Linked DNA regions of Mus musculus: region 1 is linked to region 2. A link is a contact called in public HiChIP or PLAC-seq data. All regions are on one chromosome and are shown on one strand. Each heading gives the region's core, a stretch centred on a gene start, on an enhancer-like site or on the middle of the called end of the contact. The rest is flanking DNA. Distances are from core to core; before and after follow the strand shown.

Evidence for each region. HiChIP or PLAC-seq counts read pairs in DNA pulled down with a chosen protein or histone mark.
Region 1: an H3K27ac HiChIP or PLAC-seq map of acute myeloid leukemia shows a contact between it and region 2, with 2.6 times the contacts expected there. The contact joins two enhancer-like sites. A contact is called at or near these places in 9 of 484 Hi-C or Micro-C datasets (the G1E-ER4 cell line, Th1 cells, brain and 6 more), 3 of 115 datasets of contacts at active chromatin or transcription factors (acute myeloid leukemia, microglia and regulatory T cells) and 2 of 9 other capture datasets (adipose tissue and liver).

The regions. Positions count from the first base shown.
Region 1 is chrX:159,905,737-159,910,926 of GRCm38.p6, reverse strand. All of the region lies in intron 9 of Sh3kbp1 (SH3-domain kinase binding protein 1), which reads right to left. Among named protein-coding and RNA genes, the nearest start is that of Map3k15, 80 kb to the left of the region's middle. Within about 2 kb of position 1,281, at least 51 of the 459 cell types and tissues checked have an H3K27ac peak or open chromatin away from gene starts, as enhancers often do. A contact at or near this core is called in the G1E-ER4 cell line, Th1 cells, acute myeloid leukemia and 1 more, where this site is marked.
Region 2 is chrX:159,648,886-159,654,184 of GRCm38.p6, reverse strand. The region is part of intron 1 of Sh3kbp1 (SH3-domain kinase binding protein 1); the gene reads right to left. Among named protein-coding and RNA genes, the nearest start is that of Sh3kbp1, 24 kb to the right of the region's middle. Within about 2 kb of position 3,959, at least 94 of the 459 cell types and tissues checked have an H3K27ac peak or open chromatin away from gene starts, as enhancers often do. A contact at or near this core is called in the G1E-ER4 cell line, Th1 cells, acute myeloid leukemia and 1 more, where this site is marked.

The DNA of each region.
Region 1 (5,190 bases), core at 32-2,531, 260 kb before region 2:
TCTGCATTTATGAGGAGTGTCATGACCACTGCAGAGGCGGATAGGATTGAAAAGAAAGGGCTAGTTTGCAAGCCATGAGCTGTCAGTACTGGATAGGTACCAGCTAGCAGAGGGAGTTTATTCTCCCCACCCCCACCCCATCCTGCTTTTGGACTGAGTCCACTTTCTCTGGTTTCAGTAAGTTCAACTGATTATAATTACATCATTTCACTCTTCCCTTTCCCCCTCCAAACCCTCCCACATCCCCCTCCTTGCACTTTCAAGACCCATATGGCTCTAGACTAACTCCTCAAAACTTGGAAGTACTGCACATGGGCCTACTTTTGTATTTTAATATGCCAAACTGGGTGACGAGGACAGAAAAAGCAGAGCAGCAAATCACCAGCAAAAATGTGGCAATAATAAAGAAACACAGCAGTTGCTGATTCTCGAAGAAACAGAGATGAACAGACCCCAGAGTTGCTTTTCTTCAAAATGTTCAACTGTGGCTGGAAGAAGGCAATGGCATGAGGTTCAGCAGTAGGTCTAGGGATCCTCTGTGGAGTTTAACAGCTACATACAAACTAGCTCCTTCAACTCAGGCGAGCATTTAAAGTTCTGCATTTTTAGAATCAATCATTCCATTTATTCTCTCATCCCTCTCTCCCTGGTGAAAGACCAAAACCCCAGTTCCAAACTTGGGTGGCTTTAGGCTGCTTGACTTCTAGGTAAGAGCTGAAAACAGAGCAGTGGATGTGGGGCCATGAGTATAGGAGGAACCACCCCCCGCCCCCGCCATGGTGATGATGCTCAGGGGGACTGCAACAATCAGCTGGTAGCCAAGGGAGTCTAAAAACCTTATCACTCACTGTCTAGGCATAGAGAATTAATTTTTTTAAAAAACCAACAAGAAAATACCAGTAACAATAAAACCCAGAGAGGCAACATTTCCTGATTTGTTGTGGAGTCTAAAGCCTTCTGTGACCTCATGTATTTAGGGCACATAGATCTAAGTATGTGTATGCTCACCTCTGACTGCATATGCTTCAAACGGAAATAACCTGCCATCCTTCAAAGGACAAACCAGCTATATTTGATTATTACCATTACAGTACCAGGAAGGAAACATATCTGAAGGTTCCAGAGTATGGATAACAGGAAGGCAAACTGCTTCCTGCTGAAGGATTTCAAAACTGACTCTGCCCCTTGTTTGACAAGACTTGCCTGTTCCAACCCAAGGAGCTCGTCATCTGGCTCAACTGCTTTCTCCTGGCAGGAACTGTCATCTGTGGCTTTGCACTATGAACTAGTTTATAGCTCCTCCCCTCCAAACCACTGAGATATGCTTTGCTAAAAATAGTCTGAGGACAGGTCCTGATGGTTCGTTAGATAGAAGGAGATGGCTTAGCCAGTTTGATGTTGCTGTAGAACACCTAAATCTGAGTAATTTATGAAGAAACGAAGTTTATTTGGGTTCTTCATTCTGAAAGTCCAAAAATGCAGTGTTAGCTTCTGATTGGCTTATAATAAGGGTTTTCTACAACTTCGACTCCTGCCAGAAAGTGGGAGGGGCAGAAAGTACAGGTAGAAACAGCCCACATACAAGAAAACCCGAAGTGTGGTGCAGGATTGCAACCTATTTTCATGAAAACTAATTCAGTCTCAAGAAAATTAACACCGAGCGTGGTGGCGCACACCTTTAATCCCAGCACTTGGGAGGCAGAGGCAGGCAAATTTCTGAGTTTGAGGCCAGCCTGGTCTGCAAAGTGAGTTCCAGGACAGCCAGGGCTATACAGAGAAACCCTGTCTCACAAATCCAAAAAAAAAAAAAAGGGAAAGGAAAAGGAACGGAAAGGAAAGGAAAGAAAAGGAAAGGAAAGGAAAGGAAAGGGAAGAAAAGAAAGGGAAGAAAAGAAAAGAAAAAATTAGTCAGGTGTCTTCAATAATATACTAACCAGTGGTACTGGGAGGAGTAGAGAGAGGAAAAACTATGGTCAGGATATAATGCTACCAAGCTCCAACACAAATTTGAACAGAGCTCAAGCCTATTTAAATCCTAATACAGAATCAGAGCTTGGTTAGGGGAAGAGGTAAACAAAGTGTAGCTCAGATCTTTAGCAACTTTGGACCTTAGAAAACATCTTCATGTATCATGCTAAGATGTGAGACTGGAAAGGCTACAAATGGGTTTTTCCAGACCAGGGCACCCATCACAATTGTAGAGAAAGATGGGAGGCTCTGTCCTGCTATTACTGTGCCAATGTATCTGGAGGACCCACTACACTTTGAAAGCATGGAGCTAGGACAACAATCTGAGTGACATTAATGTCTATAACTGCTCCTCTGTACCTTCTAGAGTTCAAACAACTAGCTGCACTGTCATCTGCACAGGAGATGCCTGGGAACCATCATATAACCTCCTCTCAGGAGAATCTCTTGCTGGTTTCCTATCTCAGTCTCTAGCCACATTGTATGCATCTGTAGTCTCTCTTATGGTTGGGTCAATCTCATGCATGGCCTATTAGGGTCATCTAGGCTCTGTAATAGAGCTTCTTCCTAATAGGTTATCTCAGCACACCCCTTTATTCCATTCAGCCCACCCTGCAAGTAAGAACTTAATTATATATCCAGATCCTATGTCTAGTGGAAGGACCTGGGCATCCCTTTGTCTAGATAGTGGAATGTGACAGGAGCAAGCTTTATGAATTCCCTCTTCCTTCTTCCTTTTCTTTTATACTAGTACAAAAGGGAACAATGGACAGGAAAGAAAGCGCATAAGAAAAAGTAGGCATATTTGACACAATACCAAAACACAAAGAGATCCTATTATCTGCCAATTTTATACCATATACACTATAGTTATGATGAAGGAGAAGCTTGGGGTACACCAGCTCAAAGAAGTTCCAACTGGAAAATGAAATATAAGCCCTATAGACAAGAATATGACAAATGAGATGTTCAACTGGGAGAACTGTAAATACTGCTGGGGAAGGAAGAGGTGATACCATCTGGGGAAAACCACTGAGGCTTTATCAAATAGGTGACATAAAAACAGCTTGACTTCTGTATTTGCCAGGCACTAGCATAGCCTCACAAGAGACAGCTATATCATGTCAGCAAAATCTTGCTGGCATATGCAATAGTGTCTGCATTTGGTGGCTGATTATGGGATGGATCCCGGGGTGGGGCAGTCTCTGCATGGTCCTTCCTTCAGTCTCAGCTACAAACTTTGTCTTTGTAACTCCTTACATGGGTATTTTGTTCCCCATTCTAAGGAGGGACAAAGTATCCACACTTTGGTCTTCCTTCTTCTTGAGTTTCATGTGTTTTGCAAATTGTATCTTGGGTATTCTAAGTTTCTGGGCTAATATCCACTTATCTATTGGATGCAACACAGGGCTCCCAAAAGAGGAGCTAGAGAAAGTACCCAAGGAGCTGAAAAGGTCTGCAACCCTATAGGTGGAACAACAATATGAACTAACCAGTACCCCCAGAACTCGTGTCTCTAGCTGCATATGTAGCAGAAGATGGCCTAGTAGGCTATCAATGGGAGGAGAGGCCCTTGGTCTTGTGAAGATTATATACCTCAGTACAGGGGAATGCCAGGGTCAGGAAGCAGGAGTGGGTGGGTTGGAAAGCAGGGTAGGGGATGGTATAGGGGACTTGCAGGATAGCATTTGAATTGTAAATCAAGAAAATATCTAATAAAAATTGTTTAAATAAAAAAAAACAGCTTGACAAATTCAATTCCTGTGTATGAGACCACTCAGAGAAACTAAATACATGAGACAGATATGCTGTAAGGGGATTATTTTCCTAAAACTGGTTATATGGGGGGGCATATATTTAATTTTTTATTGGCCACATTTAGAATGTAGAAAAATTACAGGAGATCTCTGAGGGCTAATGGACATGCCTAGGGATGAGAAAAATATTGGCTAAGAACAAATTTACAAACTGGGTTGTCATTATATGGGAGCTCCTAAGAACTTGGCAAAGAGAAAAGTAGCCAGAAATAATGCTATAAAACTCATCTGTGGTGGATTAAGCATCATGGAAACTCCTTTTTTATAAAAGTTTGAAATCTGCAAAGTTGCTTGATCTAGAACAAATTTATGAGGATGTATAGGCACAGAACTATAACTGAGAATGTGGGAAATCACAGGATCATATCAGAGTGCCTAGAGGTTGGTATGAATAGGAAGGATCTGGTCAGTGGTTATTATAAAAGATCTATTCATTCACTTATTCGTTTGTTCGTTCGTTCACTCATTCTCTGCCTGCCTGCCTGTCTCTTTGTGTGTATGTTTCTCCCTGCCAGCTTCTCACACACGTGTACACACCTGTGCAGTCACATGGAGGTCAGAAAAGATCATTGGGTGCCTGCTGACATCACTCTCCACCTATTCCCTTTGAGATGGAGTCTCATGTTTCCTTGGATAGGTTGGAAAGCCAGCAACCTCTGGAGATCCTCTTGTCTCTGTCCCTCTCAGAATTGGAGTTACAGGCATATGAAAGATGCTTGGCTTAACTTTGTCTGTTTTTGTTGAGACATGGCTTCATATATCCTAAGCTGAGTTCAAACTCAATATATAGCCACAGATGAACTTCTTATCCTCTTGCCTCTATCTCCTGAGCGCTGGGATTATAGATGTGCAACACCTTACCTAGACTATGTAGTGTTGGGGATCAAATTTAGGACTCTGCATTCTGGACAAGCACTATGCCAATTGAACTGCAATCCCAGACCCTGGTTAGTGGTTAATATGGAAAAAAAAACACTGCTGTCAAAGCCAACAGAACAGTGATCTTGTAACAACTGGGTTTAGCCGAACTCAGCACATGGCTCCCTTGGCAAACCTTCTCCTTCCATGTGTGAAGAGGGCCTCAAGCCATACCTGCCTGGCTTTTTCCAAGAAACGTTCATTCCTCTCACATGGAGAGCCTTCCAAGAGAAAGCTGGAGTTGTTGTTGTTGTTGTTGTGAAACCTGGATCCTAAGAAATTAGACCCACAGTGGTGGGGGCAAATGCCCAGGGCAGGCAGACCCATGTCTTCAAGACTGCCTTGCACTTCTCAGTCGCTGTAAGCTGTCAGCCTGCTGCTGCCTGTATAAGCCTGGGAGCAGGCAAAGTGAGGCTGAGTCACAGTGGCAGAGGCAGACATCTTCATGGCAGGTTTCTAAGTCCCTGTGGCTGAGAAGCAAATGGTT
Region 2 (5,299 bases), core at 2,710-5,209:
TGCCTGTATATAATGCTCCTATATATAATCCATCACCTGGTTCCTTTAAGCAAGCCTAATAAGACTCACTGGGTCACCAAAAATAAACACATGCATAGAGGAAAGTAGAAGACTAACTAGGAAAGAACAGGATGGGGGTCAACAGGAGCAAGATGGGAACAGGAAAGGGTAATGGGAGGTAAGTATGATAAAAATACATTATATACATGAAATGCCATAACGAAATATACTATGCATTATATGATGTTAATAAAAATGTCTGAGTACATAAAGCCGAGTGTACCTATCATCTCAGCTACGTGGAGGGCAGAGGCAGGGAGGATGGCAAGTTGAAGGTTCAGCCTTGGCTGCATAGCAAGAACTTATCTCTTAAAAGAAGCATGGTAGTAGACACCCATAATTCTAGGACTTGGGAGGTATTAGCAGGAAGATAGGGAGTTCAAGGTCTTGGCTACACAGGAAGCTTAATGTCAGCCTGGACTATACGAGACTCTGCCTTAAAAAAAAAGTCTGCATAAACAATGGAACTCTAGCAAATGTGAGTGCAAGGGAAAATATCCCTATTAATAACAACAATGGCATCTTCTTTATATACTAATACCAAGCCTTACCAAACTTTTATAGATATAGCAATTTTCTTCCTTTTTAAAGGTGATATCTTTCTAGATAGTCAAAAAATGATTTTTTTTTTATAAGAAAGAATGAGCATCAAAGCATCTGGGTATCATGATACATGCCTCTGATCCCAGCATCTGGGAGGCTGAGACAGGATGATCAGTCACTTCAAGTCCAAGGCTAGCGTGTACCACATAGTGAGCTCTAGGCCACGCTAGAGGAAACAAAGCAAAAGCCTTAACTAACAAACAAAAAGGACAGCTGGGTGTGCTCATATCCAAGACTTTAATCCTAAGAACTGGGAAGCAGAGGCAGGCAGATCTCTGTGTTTAAGGCGAGCTTGGGCTACATACTGAGTTCCAGACCAGTCAGCAATACACAGAGAAACCTGGTCTCAAAAAGCTAAAAATAAAATGACAGAAGGAAGGAATGACAGAATCACAGAACTAAAAGCAAATCTAGATCTTGCTTCCAAAAAACAAATTTTTTTTTCCATGCATGTAAACTTTACTACACAATTTATTCCAGTCTCAATCAAAAGTTCTCAGTGATTTGTTTTATATTTAATCATGGCATTCCACATAGATTGGTGTCAACTGCCAAAATATGCAACAAACAAAAGCATATGAATAATTTGGACCAGGAAAAGCACAGTGTGAAAAAAAATGGGGGGGCTGGATAGATGGCTCAGTGGTTAAGAGCACTCACTGGCTGCTCTTACAGAGGACCCGGGTTCTGTTCCCAGCAACCACATGCCTTTGTGTACAAAGGTACTTTCAGGCTAAGACTAAGCATGGTCACAAGAAACAGGTTTCTTTTTTCCCTAATGGAATAGAAAGAAATATAAAATAACAGATTTTTATCAAATACTTGTGGTGTAATCACAAACTTCAAGCATAAATAAAGATGAGGTCAAAATGTAAAATATGTCCTTTTTCTTAAGATGGTTTCACTAAGGCTGGCCTTCAACTCACAATCCTCCTGCTTCTACATGGAGCATACTAAGTATTACATGTAATACACAATACTACACTATATATTATGAATATATCATTTCTTGTTAGGAAATGCAGTCACAAAGATGTAAAAACACTGAGAAGACTAAAGTGCCTTCATTTCCAACTCAGCTGTTCTCTCTTGGCTTTGGGGTTGCAGAATGTGCTAGCTTCTCCCCAGCCTGCCCTCCACCGCAGTGAATTGTGATCGTGAATCCTATCCTGCTGTCTCTCTACTGCCCAAGTTAGGGTTTTATTGCTGTGGAAGAGACACCATGGCCAAGCCAACACATTGTCAAATGGAGGATCCTTGAAAGCTAAGTCAAAGAGGCAAGACACAGACTAGTAAACACTATGATGCTACCTACATAAGGAACATGGACTAGGCAACAATCATAGAATCAGCAAGGAGACTAGCAGTGAAGAGAGGCCAGAGGAGGGGTCATTTGGAGACTAACTACTAATCGAGGATAGGATAGATGAGATAGACTATATGAGAGTTATGGAAATGTCCTGAGAATAGTAACAACACACCTGTGAATATACTTGATGCCACCAAACTCCTCATTTCAAAATTGTTAAAAGTTATTCAGTAAGCTTTCAGCTGAAGGAGAGTGGAGACAAGTATATGGGTGAATTTGGAGGGAGGGAAGAAAAAGAAGAAAAAAGGAGAAATGTTCTAATTATATTAATCACAAAAATGAAATAAGATTTTTAAGTAACCTCAATCCAGTCACGAGAAAACACAATTGTAGAACAGTTACCCAAATAACTAATCAATATGCTTCAGAACTATCAAGGTCGTGACAGATGGAGGAACTGTCACAGACAGTGGGAGTCCAGGATGGAACAACAACCAAATGAAAGGTAAGATTCTGGACAGGATTCAAGACAAGAATTTTTTAAAAGGACCCCAGTCAAAAACCTGATGACATTATATAATACTTTCAATATAACAAATAGTATTATGCCAATGTTGGTTTCCCAATTCTAACAAGAACATAAACATAACTATGATTATGAAAGATGCTAGCCAACCATACGGAAAACTGGGTGGGAGCTATGTGAAAGCCCAATATCACTTTTGCATCTTTTCTGCAAGACTGAAGTCTGTTCAAAATAAAGTTTTTAAAATTTACTTTTAACTTATGTACATTGGAGTTTTGCATTCATATGTGTCTGTGTGAGGGTGTCAGAAGTCCTGGAACTGAGTTGCAGACATGTGTGGGCCACCATGTGGTTGCTGGGAATTGAACCCAGGTCCTCTGGAAGAACAGACAGTGCTCTTAACTGCTGAGCCATCATCTCTCTAGCCCCTCAAAATAAAGTGTTAAAAATCAACTCATGCTTTCAAAAAAAAAGCAGTAAAATATATTCTGGTTTATTAATTAGCTTTAATTCTTAACCAAAAATGCTGGATTCACACTCGAAGTACTCATATCAGAAACAAATGCCCCTCCCAGGCATGGTGGGCCAGCAGGAAAGACTAATCAGAGTTTACTGGCTGCAGCTGATGAACCATCAACATGAGCAATGGCCCTGTGACCCATGAACTGGGGAAAACACTGTAATGGCATGCTGATTCTTGTAAGAACTACAGCGAAGAATCTACAAAGCTCAGCACTCTGCCCTCTTCAGAAAGTACTGTGTCCGGGCCCATGTTTGGCTAGAAAATAAAAGCCCTGGCCTCCTTCTGGGGGTTAGCTGAATTCTGCCACTGTCACACAGAGACACTGTGACTGGGAACTTAGCACAGCTTCCCTGTGCCTTCCGACTAACACGAGTCGGGCGTGGCTAGAATATTCTCTGATCATAAGGCTGTGGGAAATGACCCTCAAAGTTCCCTTCTATTGTGTCCCAGGAGAGCATGACAGTTCTTCAAAGTACAACCCAGCATAGGTCAGTTCACAGCAGAGTCTACCTTAGGAGTCTGAGAAAACGGCCAAGGCTCTGTGAATCTGTACAAGTCCGTTTGCAACCCCCAGAGCAGAGCTCTCCTGGGACTAGATTACATGGGCTGCTGCTCTCCCTACCCCCCACTGCAAGACTCAGCGCTCATGCTTGAAGCCTTTGTGTTTCGGTGGCAAAAGCACAACCCGTATCTAAACAGAGACCAAATGTATTCAGTCTAGAGTCTCCGCATAACCTCAAGAGAGGAACCAGTTCCAAAGCACAGGATAAAAAAGGCCCCTCTTTTTCCTTTCTTTAGGTCAAATGTAGCCAACCCCATCTTCTATTTTCTTTCTCCCAAGGGACTGACTCGACTGCCATTTCCTGTCTTCATCTTCCTGCTTCCTCCTTACTCACTGGCTGGCCAGCCCAGCTGTGACTCGTCAGCTCCACTCCATGCCCCCCTTTAACAGCACGCCACCGTGAGGCTCTAGCCCGAGGGCAGCCTGCCTCTCATGAGCCATGGTCTGAGAACTGCACCTTCTTAATTTCCTGCAGTGCTGTAAAGACGGAAGCTATCCTCCACCATGAGCTGCTACTGACACCATTGCCCACTACGTGATGAGAACAAAAAGTCCCCAGTAAACTATCTAGAGTAATGCATCCCCAACACTGCCCACATATGAAATTCCAAGGACCTGTGAATAACCAGCAAGTTGCCAACAAGGTTGCCAGTCAGTTGGCATTAAAATGGGGAGATTAATTAACCTGGATTCTCCAGGTGAATCTCACATTATGGAAGACACACTGAAAGAGGTCAGAGTGGTGAGATGCTAGCAGAGTTCACCTTCTTTGAAGACTCAGAAAGGAAACATGAGCAGCTGGGGTCAAAAACAAGAGATTTTTCACTAGTTCCCAGTAAGAAACACAGCCCTGTCAATACCTTCATACTAAACACATGAGACCCACATCAGACTCCTATAGAACTGGGAGACAATACACTTGTGTTGGGTTTGTAGTAATTTGTTAGGGCAGTGTGGTGCTTTGAATAAGAATGGCCCCCATTGGCACATAGATTTGGATGCTTGCTCTTTAGTTTACGAAACTGTTTTGAGAAGCATTAGGAGGTGTGGCCTTATTGGGTGTGTCATTGGGGGCAAGTTTTGAGCTTTCAAAATCTCCCCTTGTCTCTCTCTCTCTCTCTGTCTCTCTGTCTCTCTCTGTCTCTCTCTCTCTCTCTCTCTCTCTGTGTGTGTGTGTGTGTGTGTGTGCCTCTGCCCTGTACTTATGGATTATAGTGTAAGCTCTCTGCTGTTCTTGCCACCACCATACCTTTGCTCTGCCATCATGGACTCATCCTCCGAAGCCATAAGCCCCAAAATAAATAAATTATTTCTTCTGTAAGTTGCCTTGGTCATAATGTCTTATCACAACAAGAGATATGTAAATAAAACAGGTAGCAATAGGAAACATAAAGTCCTACTTACGAAATGCCATAGCAGCATGTTTGGGGCCTAATGAATAAGCAAGTTTTACTTAAGTAAATCTATCTATGCAAAATCCACAGCATTTTCATGTCTTGTCTGAAAACCTAGCTCCATGCCCATAGCTACTATCAGTCTTCATTCCCCTAGCCTTAATTCCAAAAACCAGAGTCCAATAACTAAAAACACGTGTGTTTTTATGTCACAGGACAGGTTCTAAATAGAACACTTTGCTTGTGCCATTTTATGAGGTATCAGTTTGACACAAATCTTTAAAAAGAAAACCCACTCAGAGTTATTTTTGTAAGTGAAGGT